Linked DNA regions of Sus scrofa: region 1 is linked to region 2. A link is a contact called in public HiChIP or PLAC-seq data. All regions are on one chromosome and are shown on one strand. The core of a region is the stretch at or near the end of the contact, and the rest is flanking DNA. Distances in the headings are between cores, read along the strand shown.

Region 1 (6,645 bases), core at 26-2,525, 38 kb after region 2:
GTTGATTCCTCTTCTATGTTTAAGATACACTTTAGTGGAATAGAAAATAATGGGGAGGAAGTCCCCTTAGTGGTGCAGTGTGTTAAGGATCCCACGACTTCACTGCTGTGACCTGAGTCACTGATATGGCTTGAGTTCAGTCCTTGACCCCAGAATTTCTGAATGTCGGGTACAGCTCCCCCAATAAAAAAGAAAGGAAAAAAAAAAGAAAGAAAGAAACTGAAAAACAAGATCTGGCTAAGGTCCCCAATTGTCTGAATGTCTGAGTCCAGAAGGCTCTGAATTTTTTTTTTACATGCTTAATGAAAGGAGGCAGGTAGAGTAGAGGTTCGGTGCCTGGAAGGAAGAATGGGTTACCTATCTAAGACCCGGGGTGGTCCTTCTCTGATCAATATTCACAGGTGTAGTAAGACTGGCCATTCAATGTATCTGGAAATAGAAATTTAGTATCATCCTTGTGGGGAACAATTTAATATTCAGAATCAAGAACTTTTAAAATATTTTTATCCTTTGGATCTTTAAACAATCAAAATGGTTACATTTTGCTCCAGCTATACAATGTTAGAACCATAAAAAAATGATGTGTTCAAAGAAATGAGGGACCTGTGTGTTAAGCTACTAAGCACAAAAAACCAGATGCTAAGTAACTTGCACTGAATTATCAATTATGTAAAGAAAAATATACATGGCCACAGGTGAGGAAACATCACAGTAAGTCACATGTTTGCTTGTGACTAGTGGTTATGGTGTGTCTGGGGTTTTCTTTCTCGCTCTTTTTTTTTTTTTTTTTTTTTGTCTAATCAGTTACACTTTGCTATACTTGCCACAGTTTATACAGTAAACACATATTACTCTGATTATATGGTGGCAGGCGGAGGTTGAAACTGACCTCAAATCTCCTCAGTTTCCTTCCCAACTCTTTGAATCTGGTTAATTTCCCCTTCTTAAAAGTGTTGAAGCCTCCGCAAGGCTTTTCAAGCCCCTAGACCAGCTGGGGAGGCTGGAAGGAAGATTCGAGAAAGGCCAAGGCGAAGCTGGCAGGGCGGTGTCAGGGAGGGCGGGCTTCCGCGCGTTCTTTCCCCACCGCGGGCGCCGCCGGGGCCGTCCTGCCTCGTGCGTCCCCACTCGTACGCGCTCGGAGGTGCTGCGCCCGGGACGCGCCGTGGACGCGCGTTGGGACGGCTGCCAAGGCCCTGGGCCTCCTGCCCGCCTGCGGGCGTCTCCGCTCCGCCTCTCCGCGGGCTCAGCGCCCAAGAGCCGGCTACGGCCGGCGGAAGCGCCCGGGGCCCGGAGGCAGCACAAGGCCCCTCCCCGCCAGCTCAGCCTCCGGGAGCGCGGGCCGGGAGGGCGGTGGCGCGGACGTGCCCGGGCCCACGGAGGCCTCGGTGCACCACCCCAGGAGCGCCGCCGGCGGGTGGGGAGAGCGGAGGGAACGCCAGTAGGGACTGGGAGGCCGGGCGGCCCCGCAGCCCCGACGCTCGGCCTTCCCCGCGGCCCGCGCCGCCCCTTTGTCCCCGAGTTGTGCTCGGCGCGCGGTGGGGAATCGCATCTCCGAGCTGTGTGCGCCCTTCTGCGCCGGGTGGACGGCCTCTCCCCGTGTGCGCCCGAGAGTCTGGTCCTGCGGGTTTTCTACCAGCCCGATCGTTAAGGCCCGCTCAGTCCTAGGCACCAGATAAGGTTTTAAGTCCGCATTTAGTGTGTCCTCAACCTGTTCCCAAACCTCCTTGGCCTCGGCGTCTGTCTTTCTACCTCGACTTTCCTACTGTCCGACGGCTTGTTCAAGGCTGTCTGCTGCCCCCAAGGCTTTGAACCTTTCACCTCTTCTGTACAACCACCCTCGTTCTGCAGCTTCGGTAACATCCTCCCAAGGCCCACTACCCTCTGCCAACACACAAGCACAAGGCTAAGGGAAGTTTTCACCTGTGCTTTGCCCCCGGGGACAAGATACTGCTCTTTCACTGTCACTGACAAATATTCCCAAAGAAAAGAATAGTTTACACTTGCTCTGCCACTCCAGCTACATAATTTGTAGGGTCAAGGGCAAAATGAAAAGGCAGGACCTCCTTCTCAGAAGTTAAGCATTTCAAGAGCATTAAATCAAGCCTGTGACTCTTCTACATGCAGGACCCTGTGTGCCTACACAGGTATGCACCCAGGAAGCCGGCCCTGCCAGTACTCTTTGTATCCACAAGCCTAAGCCCTAACCTCCCCATTCTCACCCCCGCCCAGCCGGGCCCATCAATATTTGTAGAATGTCTACAAGAACAAACGGATACTCTCTTCTTTGGCTGGTTATCAGAAGTAGGGAACTTTCCTTGGTCAGCCATCTCTACTTTCTTTGCAGTACTTGACATGGCCGACTCTTTTGCTTATAAAACCCCCTTTTCCTTTGGCTTCTGTAACGCTGTGCCACTGGATTTCCCTTGCCCTCTGATGCATTCCTTTAAAGAACCTGCAAAGCCAGGTCCTTTGCTGGCTTGGTTTCTCCTTCTATTGTGAATCTGTTCATGCATGGTCCAAAGGTTAGGCCCCCAGTCCCTCTTTTTCTTTCTAATTCCTGTGGAGACATTATCATCCCGTTTCAGTCACCTCTTTTGCATGTAACATTCCCAGCCTTTACCTCTGCCCAGATTTTCCTCCCAGGCCCTAGTCTTGCTTTTCTAACCCATAGGTGTCCTGGCAACTCAAATATTAACAAGACAAAAATTGACTCTATGGAGTTCCCATAGTGGTGCAGCAGAAACAAATCTGACTAGGAACCATGAGGTTGCAGGTTCGATCCCTGGCCTAGCTCAGTGGGTTAAGGATCCGGCGTTGTTGTGAGCTGTGGTGTAGGTTGCAGACATGGCTCAGATCCTTTGTTGCTGTGGCTGTGGTGTAGGCTGGCAGCTATAGCTCCAATTCGACCCCTAGCCTGGGAACTTCCATATTCCGCAGGTGCCCTAAAAACCAAAAAAAAAAAAAAAAGAATCTATGTCTCTTTGCCTCTTCCTTCCCTCCCTCCTTCCTACATTCTTTTGTGGCAGCTGAGGATAAAGTAAACCAAACCTGGGATCCCAGTACAGCTATTCAGGAGGTACTGCCATGAAAGCCAGGCTTGCCGGCACCCTTTCAAGGTGTCTCTTCACACATTTTACTAATTACATAGGGAGAGAAAAGTCACTTTACTATCCAGAAAACTGGCAGATACCATCTTAAATCATGAAAGTTAACACTACAAGTAATGAGCTAAATCATTTTGTGCACCATCTGATGATGCAGTGCACTTCTGGTCCCTTCTGTGACAGTCCAATCAGAGGTGCGCCACCTGACTCTAAACATGAGGAAATACTGCACAATCCCAAACTGAGGGACAGGCCTACAAAATGGCTTGTAATGTTCAAAAACATCAAGGCCATGAAAGTCAAGGGAAATCGTGGAACTTCCCTAGATGGAAGATTTGAAAGGCGTGATCGTTGGGGTCACTGCATGATCCTGTGTTGGCTCCTTTTGCTATAAAGAACATTATTATTTTTTTATGGCCTCACCCACACATATGGAAGTTCCGGAGTCAGGGGATGAATATGAGCCGCAGCTGTGACCTATGCTGCAGTTGTGGCAATGCTGGATCCTTTAACCCACTGCGCCAGGCTGGGGATTGAACCTGTGCCTCTGCAGGTACCCTGAGCCACTGTAGATTTGAAACTCCTTGTGCCACAGTGGGAACTCCTAAGGGACTTTACTGAGACAAGAGTTGAGGGAGTCCCTGGGCAAAGGGAGTATGGTAGGTATTTTGCACTATCCTTTCAGCACACCTTTTCTCAAAGTTTAAAATTATTTCAAAAGAAAAAAGAAAATGCACCATTACAAGCTTCCCTCCAAATTAGCCTTTCCTAACTTGGCTTCTGTTAGGCATCTGTTAATAGCAGCTACATTCTCCCAAGTGGGCAAGTTCAAAACCTTTGGGGTCACCTTTGATTCCTCTCTTCTCTGCCTTCCCTTTAGGCACCACAATAAAGCCCTGTTGATTATTTTTTACGTATCTCTCACAGAGCCACCTGTAAATTAAACTTCCACCTTGTTTTCTTTTTTTTAGTAACACTTCCTCCTTCACATAATTGTTTGAAGGGGTGCCTGTGAAAAGAATGTGAATGTGGATAACATAAAGCAGTGTAAATATAAGGTCCTATTACTCTATCTCAAGTCTGATTACCGCTGTTTACTGCTGCAATCTCCTAACTGGTCTTCCTGTCTTTGGTTGTTCCCTCCAACAACCCATCCTGTATACAGTTACCAAAGTAATCTGTGTAAAAGCACACACTTATCCCTTCAGGGCCTTGCTTCCCACGGCTCACAGTGGCACTTAATCCATATTCCCTGGGAAGTCTGATGTTCTATAAGCTAAACCAAAGTGGTCTGCCCTGTATCGAATAACCTTGACCTTGTCCCAATTCATAGAGAAAAGAACATTTCATGGGTAGAATTCCTCAACCTGTAAGGTTTTTCCCCCCGATTTGTTTTTCCATAGTAGTGAAGATCCAAACTTTTATCTGCTAGCATCAGCAGATGACAAACTGAATGAACAAGCAGCAGATAAATAATAACATAGATTTGGCAACAGCAGATCGTACTTATTTCAACAGCTTGTTTTTCTCATGGGCACATGTACTGGTAGTTGTGGTCGCTGTGCTGTCAGAGGTATAGTCATTTCCTTAAAAACTGTTTCTCTTTGAGATGATGGAATGAAATCAGATTTTTGTCACGAACAAATTAGAGAAAACACTGTACTCCCGAATCCTTGGCCTCTTCTTCAGGGTTTTTCAAACCTTATCACTACTACTCCCCTTCATGAATCCTTGACTTCAGAAAAAGTTGTCTAATCTCTGTTTACATTTGCTTTTTTTTTTTTTTTCTTTGTATAAACCATTTTATCTCTCTGGAACTCTGTCTTGGCCCACGCCTATCCAGACAAACCCCATCCAGCCTTAAAGGAACAAATCAACTCTCCACTTGGTGAAAACTTCTAAAATCGTGATAATCTCATCTTCTAATTCACTATTGTACTGTGAAAGGTGCCCAGCAAAGAACAGAATAGTATAAAATAGTGTCTTTCAAACATTAAAGGGCATGAGTTACCGTTGTGGCTCAGTGGGTTAAGAACCCAACTAGTATCTATGAGGATGCAGGTTTGATCCCTGCCCTTGCTCAGTAGGTTAAGGATCCGGCATTGCCGTGAGCTGCGGTGTAGGTTGCAGACACAGCTTGGATCCTCCATCGCTGTTGCTGTGGTGTAGGCCAGCAGCTGCAGCTCTAATTTGACCCCTAGCCTGGGAACTTCCATATGCCCTGAAAAGAAAAAAAAAAAAAAAAAAAAAATTAAAGGGCATAAGAAACACCTGGGAAACTTTTCTAAATGCAGAGGTTTTTGTTTGTTTTGCTTTGGGGTTTTTTTGGCCTTGCATGAGACATGTGGAAGTTCCTAGGCCTGGGATTGAACCTGTGCCACAGCAACGACCTGAGCCATAACAGTTAATGCCAGATCCTTAACCTGCTGCACCACAAGAGAATTCCTGTTTGTTTTGGTGAGAACATTTTTCTACTCTCTTACCAAATTCTTATTATAAAATATAGTGTTATCAACTATAGTCACCATGTTTTTACATTAGATCCCCAGACCTTTTTCATTTTACAGCTTTTAACTAACCTCTCCTATCCCCCCCACCCCCACCCCCTATCCTCTGGCAACCACTTTTCTACTCTCTGTTTCTTTCTTTTTTTTTTTTTTTTTCTTTTTTATGGCCACATCCACAGCACATGGAAGTTCCTGGGGCAGGGATCGAATCCCAGCTGCAGCTATGGCAACGCCAGATCCTTTTAATACACTGCATCAGGCCGGGATTGAACCTGCACCTCCCCAGCCACCAGAGCTGCTGCAATCTGATTTTTTTTTTATTATTTTATAATGTTTTTTTTTCCATGATAGCTGGTTTACAGTGTTCTGTCAATTTTCTACTGTACAGCAAGGAGACCCAGTCACATACACATATATACATTCTTTTTTCTCACATTATGCTCGATCATAAGTGACTAGATATAGTTCCCAGTGCTATACAGCAGGATCTCATTTCTTATCCATTCCAAAGGCAATAGTTTGCATCTATTAACCCCAAATTCCCAGTCCATCCCACACCTTCCCCTCCCCCTTGGCAACTACAAGTCTGTTCTCCATGTCCATGATTTTCTTTTCTGGAGAAAGTTTCATTTGTGCTGTATATTAGATTCCAGATATAGCAATCTGATTCTTAACCCACTGTACTATAGCAGGAGCTCCTACTCTTTCTTTTTTTTCAGATTTCACATACAAATGATACCATGCAGTATCTGCATTTCTTTGCTTTATTTCACTTAGCATAATGCCCTCAGGGTCTATCCATGTGGTCACAAATGTCAGAATTTTCTTTCTTTCTTTCCTTCTTCTTCTTCTTTTTTTTTTTTTTTTTTTTGTCTTTTCTAGGGCTGCATCTGTGGCATATGGAGGTTCCCAGGCTAGGGGTCTAATAGGAGCTGTAGCCACTGGCCTACACCACAGCCACAGCAACGGGGGATCTGAGCCAAGTCTGTGACCCACACCACAGCCAACGGCAACACCGAATCCTTAACCCACTT
Region 2 (6,412 bases), core at 577-3,076:
TCCAGCTGGCAAGCTGTGATGTCTGCAGCTTTCCTGGCCCCTCCCTGGTCTAGTTCTCTCTTCCCCAAGTGGAGACCCAGCAGCAGGACAGGGGCTCCAGAGTCCCAGCCCTGATGCCTTCACGTTGCCTTGTCTGACCCTCACAAGGCTGTGAGGAAAACAGTGTGAGTTTCATTAGGAAGAAGGGATCTATTAGAGGCACTTACAGTTTCGAAAAGCAAGAGCTGGCAGCAGCAGAACCACCCTCAAAAATACAACACATACAAAAACTTTTTAAAAAGAAAAAACACAAAACATAAAACACAGAGGGGAAAATTTTAAATGCCTAACAGAAGCTCCCTGGTGGCTCGGTGGGTTAAGAACCCAGCCCTGTCACTGCTGTGGCATGGATCACTGTTGTGGTCCAAGTTCAATCTCTGGCCCAGGAACTTGTGCATGCCATGGGCATGGCCAAAATAAAATAAAACAAAATAAATAAAAGGCTTAACAATCCAGAAACCATTAGCAGAAGGCCCTGAATGGTTCGCCAGAAAGGGAAGCTTCATGATCATGATGCCTGAGGTGCCCATCCTGAAAGACAAGAAAAGGGCCCCTTATGTTCTCTCTCCCCTTTGAAGGCAGAGAAATGCAAGCTCCCTATGTTTTCATTGAACTGGTTAAAGGAAAAAAACTATTTGGAACTCAGCAGTCATCTGAATGAATAATCACATTCCCTGATGATGCTAAGTAAATAGACAGAGGGGTTTGCAGGGAAGGTGAGAGCCACCTGCTGACTTTCCTGGCTGGAATAGTAGTAATAAAGTAGTAATAAAGGCAGCAGCCCTCTCCCAGGGTGCATTATCAGAGCACACAGGTCTACAGGTGCCCAAGAAAGCAGCCACCTGGTCCGGGGGCCCGGCCAGGAGTGGGCGAGCCAAAATGATAGACGGGAGACCAGGCACGTGCAGACAAGAAGGGCCAATGAGAGACATCCATCCAGAAAGAGAAACAGGGAAGGGAAGGGACCGAGGTGCCCTGATAACCCTCAGGCATCCAAGTCTCAAGTGGGAGCTACAACACTGCCAAACGTAAGCCAGTGGGAAATAAGCTGGAATCTTGGAAATTAGAAATCACAAAATAAGAATCACATGCTGGTGCCGTGAGCTGTGGTGTAGATTGCAGACGCGGCTCAGATCCCGCATTGCTGTGGCTCTGGCGTAGGCTGGCAGCTACAGCTTGGATTTCGACCCCAAGCCTGGGAACCTCCATATGCCCTGGGTGCGGCCACAGAAAAGACAAAAAAAAAAAAAAAAAAAAAAAAAAAAAAGAATCACGTGCTGGGAGTTCCCATTGTGCCTCAGCAGGTTAAGAACCCGGCATAGTGTCCCTAAGGATATGGGTTAGATCCCTGGCCTTGCTCAGTGGGTTAAGGATCCCGCATTGCTGTGGCTATGGCTGTGGCCTAGGCTGGCAGCTGCAGCTCAGATTCAACCCCTAGCCTGGGAACTTCCATATGCCTCAGATGCGGCAATAAAAAGAAGGAAAAAAAAAAAAATGTGCTGTTGGGATGACTAGTGATTCTAGTGGCTAATAACATTTAGGAACTGAAATAAGAACTGGATACCAGAATTGGTTCCAAGACCAGGATGGCTGACTAGCCAAGATGGCAGGAGTCTGGCCAGAAGGGCAGTACCAGGCTTCCATGGATCAACTTCGAATACAACTTTTCCCTTCACTCTGACTCCCCAGTTGAGTCAGCCTTCCTGTTTCAGGATGGGGGCAGCTCCTCACGCTGTCCCGCCACCACGTCTCCCGGGAGACTGCTCTGCTCTCCCGGGACTGGAGCCAACGGGAACGCTTCCCATTCCCCAGGAGTGCTGTGGCTGAGCGTAAAAAAGGGCTGGATCACCTGCGCAACTAAAACCAGCTCCTCAAAATGGAACCAGCACGTGCAAGAGAAGCTAAGCCCGGGCACACTGCCCAGAACGCCTCTCCCAGAAAAGGGCTCCCCGCAACCCATCACCTTGACCTGTGTGAGCTTCGGCAATGAGCCACCACCTCAGAGCCTCCATTTCTCACCTCACCTGTGAAAAATAGGCTCAGTGCCCAGCATCTGGAAGGATCTCAACAAATGTGGTCCCACCCCTGTCCGTTCCCAGACTGGCGCTGGACCCTGAAATGACACAGCAGGCCACTCGGAATGCTTAATGGTCACCATCCACTGGCATCAGGGAACTGAGGTTGCAAGAGAATATTCAACCAGAACCAGTAAAACAATTGCTGACTCTGATGGGAAATCAAGAAGTGGACCAGGGGTGAGCCACTGATGAAATGAAATCATCATTTCGGCAAGATGGGAACTGAGAAACCCAACATATTCCATGTAGAGGCCAGCTGGCCACAGAGAACCAGCCCCAGGGCTCCCTGCTTGAGCTCAATGCCCAGCCAGTCAGCTCGGCTCTGCAGCCCAAAGCTGGACTCTACACGGCCTGGCCACGCACCTCGCTTTCAGCACATAGGTCCCAGCCCTGCACTCCTCTCCCAGCCAAAATCCGTCTTGGTGCCCTGACCAGGGGAATTCAAGGCCTGCTGCCAGACCTCCCGCAGGTGGAGCACGACCAGGCTCTGCGAGCAAACTCCCAAATCTGACGCGTCCATCCCGGGATCCAGCTGTCCTGGATCTGGATCCGAATTCACCCTATAGACCCACACCGAAAACAGGTCAGCACCGAGTCACCAGAAACCCGGGGGAAAGGACACAACAGAACCAGACCTCTAGTGCTTTCAAAAATCTGCTGGTATTCAACACATGTGCCAGGCTCTTGCCATGAACTAAATAATGAAGGCGCCTCGGCTTCAGACACTGCCTTTCAAGAACGTGAGGCCTCACTGAGCTCCACCTGCATCCCACACCCAGCACTTGTTTATTAAAGCACTTAACATGCTCCAGAGCGACATTCATATATCTGTGCTGTATAATTAAATGAATGAATCAGAATTTGCTTCTTTTGGGAAAAATGCAAAAAACATCCATCCAGCAATCTGACACTGAAGCCCCATTTTTAAAAAGATGGGTTTTAGGATTAAGCTCATAGATGAATGCGCATGTTAAAATTTTCAGTGTCTAACATAAGTTGAAATAAAATGTGTTATGAATCTAAGGGGGGAAAAAAATCTGCTGAGTGACTAGAGGGTGGGAAGAGACAGACACATTTCCCCCAGAAAACAGAAAGCCTAAATGAAGAGCCTCTTAGATACCGTAAGGAAGGCAGTTTAAATACATGGCAAAATGATGGAAAATGAGCACAGCTGGGGAGGCCACTCGCTCAGGGCACAGGCCACCAAGTCAGGAGCTTTCTCTCCAGAAGCCAGTTAGGGAACCTTCATGCCCCAGTAACTGAAGGTTCCTGGGGCTTAGGGTGAGTTCAAGGGTGACGGAGAGACACAGACACAGGCCAAATGAAAGGGCAACCTGGCCCCAGCTCAGGATACTGGGGCGTCCACTCTCGGATGATTTTCCTGAAAAGGACGGAGGATGAGAGCACGCTCACTGCTGAGGATATTCTCAGCCAGAGTGACAAAACAAATGTGGGTCAATCACAGGGACCACAGGGCCCCCTCAAGTGCTGATGCTGGCACACAGTAGGTCACAGCCATGGCTGGCCCCAGGATGACCCAGGAGGCTGACACCACATGGACTCCCGCCCCAAGTCAGGCAGGCAGGGAGGGTGAACATAGTTCAGGGCCAGCAGAAGACTAGACTCTTTTGAGAGTTCCCGTCGTGGCTCAGCTGAAACGAATCTGACTAGTACCCATGAGGACACAGGTTTGATCCCTGGCCTTGCTCAGCGGGCTAAGGATCCGGCGTTGCCGTGAGCTGTGGTATAGGTTGGATCCTGCATTGCTGTGGCTGTGGCATAAGCTGGTGGCTACAGCTCTGGTTCAACCCCTAGCCTGGGAACCTCCATATGCCACAGGTGTGATCCTAAAAAGACCAAAAAAAAAAAAAATACACTCTTTTTTGAGGGGAAAGGCAGTGAGCTGTTCCCAAGCCTCTGAATTGCATCTACCTGCTTTGTCAGTTGTGACAGAATCAAAGGGCAAGAGAAACACAGGCTTCTGTGCAATGCACAGCCTTTGAAAGACTGCTGGTCCTTGATGAATGTTCCAAGAGCTTTCATTTCTCAAAGATGAATGTGCCAGCCATTGGTTGAGCAAGTCACACACAGACTGTGTCTCACTGCGTCCCTCACAATAATCCCATGGGATAAGTGCCATCACCTTCTCCACTTTACAGATGCGGAGACTGAGGCTCCAGGAGGTTGAGTAACATTCCCAAGGCCACAGGGTGACAAACTGACAGAACCAAGATGTGAGTCCAAACACATCCAACTCCAAAAGCTATGCTCTTTCCACCATATTATACAGGAAAATCAGGTATCAAGTTAGAGCCTAGGCAAGATGAGGCTCCTTGTTCGTGAAAACCTGAGTCACAGAGAGGTTAGCGTGTTGGTGTGTGGGAGGGGAAATGAAATGGGCACTATGACAGCAAAGCATCCCACATGGGGCTCCCTGGGACCAGGGCTACAATTACCCCTACTTAACACGTTTACAAATATCCCAAAGAGAATGCACAGGGAAACAGCCAGGGTTGCAAACGAGCACTAACTACCCAATTTGTGAGCTTGGGCAAACTACTTTGCTCCTCTGTGTCTCAGTTTCCTCACCTGTAAAGTGAGAAAAACACTGGCCCCTACTCCAAAGGAAACCTCGAGGCTTTGATGAGATGATGCAGTTTTTTTTCAAAGAGTGCCTTGGTTGTTAAGAGTCACCTAGCTCCCCTCCCTAGAGCTTTCGATTCCCCAGGTCTGAGAGAGGAGCCCAGCAAAGAATGAGAAGAAGCACCTCCAGTGCTAAGGTCAGCAAATGTGAGCCTAAAAAAAGGCACCAAGCTCTGGGTAGTGACCAGCCAAGCTCATGGGAAGATCACAGGGAAAACTTCACTCGAGGAGGAGGAAAGCAGACAGCACAGTTTCCCATCAACAAGGGCTGTGGAATACATTTAAGAAAAAAAAAATCAAAGTCAAGGAAGAGCTCTGTGGCAACCCAGGGGCCTTGATAGCACTACAGATTGGACTGTCCCCCTACAGTGGTCACAGAGGCCAAAGAACAAACTGTTTTGTCCGGCACCACTGCAAAAACACTGAAAATAAAAACACATTGCCCGCTACTCTCTATAAACTTAGAGAATCATCCCCAGCGGGAACGCTGGTGACTGCCCATCAAGAAAGATAACTTGGAGTTCCTGCTATGGCACAATGGGCTGAGCAGCATCTCTGCAGAGCCAGGGTGCAGGTTTGATCCCCGGCCCTGCACAGTAGTTAAAGGATCCAGCTTTGCCATAGTTGCAGAATAGGTTGAAAGTGTGACTCAGATCCAATCCCTGGCCTGGGAACTCCATATGCCGTGGAGTGGACGAAAAGAAAAGAAAAAAAAGAGGAAAAAAAAAAAAGAGGGAAGGAAGAAAGAAAACTTGTAAAACTAGAGGACCGTCACCTTAATGGGCTACATGACGGGGAAAGCACACTAAGGGAGCCAGAAAGATCAAGGCCGTAGGACTCTGGGAGTATCTAGCAAATGAGGGAGATAAGATAAGGCCCCAACCTTGACCAGAGGAGGAGACGTCTCAAGAGCCCAAAGAAGGCAATATAAATGCATCACTGGCTTTGGACAGCTGTTTGGATGCAAGGGTGTTTTCTAACTTCTGCTTAAGGAATCTGAAGGCAAATGCATGTGGAATAGTTAAGGATGCAACAGGCTCTGCTCCTCACTAGCTAGGTGATCAGTGGCACCAGCATGATCCCTTCAAAAGGGACAGAGCTGGAGTTCCCATCGTGGCTCAGCAGGTTAAGAACCCGACTAGTGGAGTTCCTGTTATTGTTACTAGTGGTAATGAGCCCAACTAGCATCCATGAGGATGAGGGTTCAATCCCTGGCCTCACTCAGTGGGTTAAGGATCCAGCCGTGAGCTACGGAGTAGGTCACAGATGCAGCTCAGATCCCGAATTGCTGTGGCTGTGGTGTAGGCCAGCAGCTGTAGCTCTGATTCAAACCCTAGCCTGGGAACTTCCATATGCCACAGATGCGGCCATAAAAAGAAAAAAGAAAGAAAGGGGACAGAGCCAAGCCTCCCTTGCCTGGCTGGCTAACGCATGGTTTGGCCTAATATGATGAATTTTCATGTTTCCTACAAGTTCTCCGAGATCCAGAGATGATGACAAGAAGTGTAAATACAGAAAGCCACACATCATCCTTCTCCTAACAAAATGGAATTGTTATTAGGAGTCACACGACAATGTTCTAGGGTTTAAAAAAAAAAAAAAAAATGAAACGGAACACTAAAGTGCTTCTAAATGCCTCACCCTTGGCTTTG

What was found. HiChIP or PLAC-seq counts read pairs in DNA pulled down with a chosen protein or histone mark.
Region 1: an H3K27ac HiChIP or PLAC-seq map of skeletal muscle shows a contact between it and region 2. The contact joins two enhancer-like sites. A contact is called at or near these places in 3 of 5 promoter capture datasets (fetal liver and liver), 33 of 47 Hi-C or Micro-C datasets (adipocytes, adipose tissue, alveolar macrophages and 16 more) and 2 of 2 datasets of contacts at active chromatin or transcription factors (alveolar macrophages and skeletal muscle).

Annotation. Positions count from the first base shown.
Region 1 is chr14:12,203,911-12,210,555 of Sscrofa11.1, forward strand. No RefSeq gene overlaps it. Among named protein-coding and RNA genes, the nearest start is that of ZNF395, 23 kb to the left of the region's middle. Within about 2 kb of position 1,276, at least 71 of the 83 cell types and tissues checked have an H3K27ac peak or open chromatin away from gene starts, as enhancers often do. A contact at or near this core is called in adipose tissue, alveolar macrophages, retroperitoneal adipose tissue and 2 more, where this site is marked.
Region 2 is chr14:12,164,940-12,171,351 of Sscrofa11.1, forward strand. All of the region lies in intron 1 of ZNF395 (zinc finger protein 395), which reads right to left. Among named protein-coding and RNA genes, the nearest start is that of ZNF395, 16 kb to the right of the region's middle. Within about 2 kb of position 1,827, at least 19 of the 83 cell types and tissues checked have an H3K27ac peak or open chromatin away from gene starts, as enhancers often do. A contact at or near this core is called in adipose tissue, alveolar macrophages, retroperitoneal adipose tissue and 2 more, where this site is marked.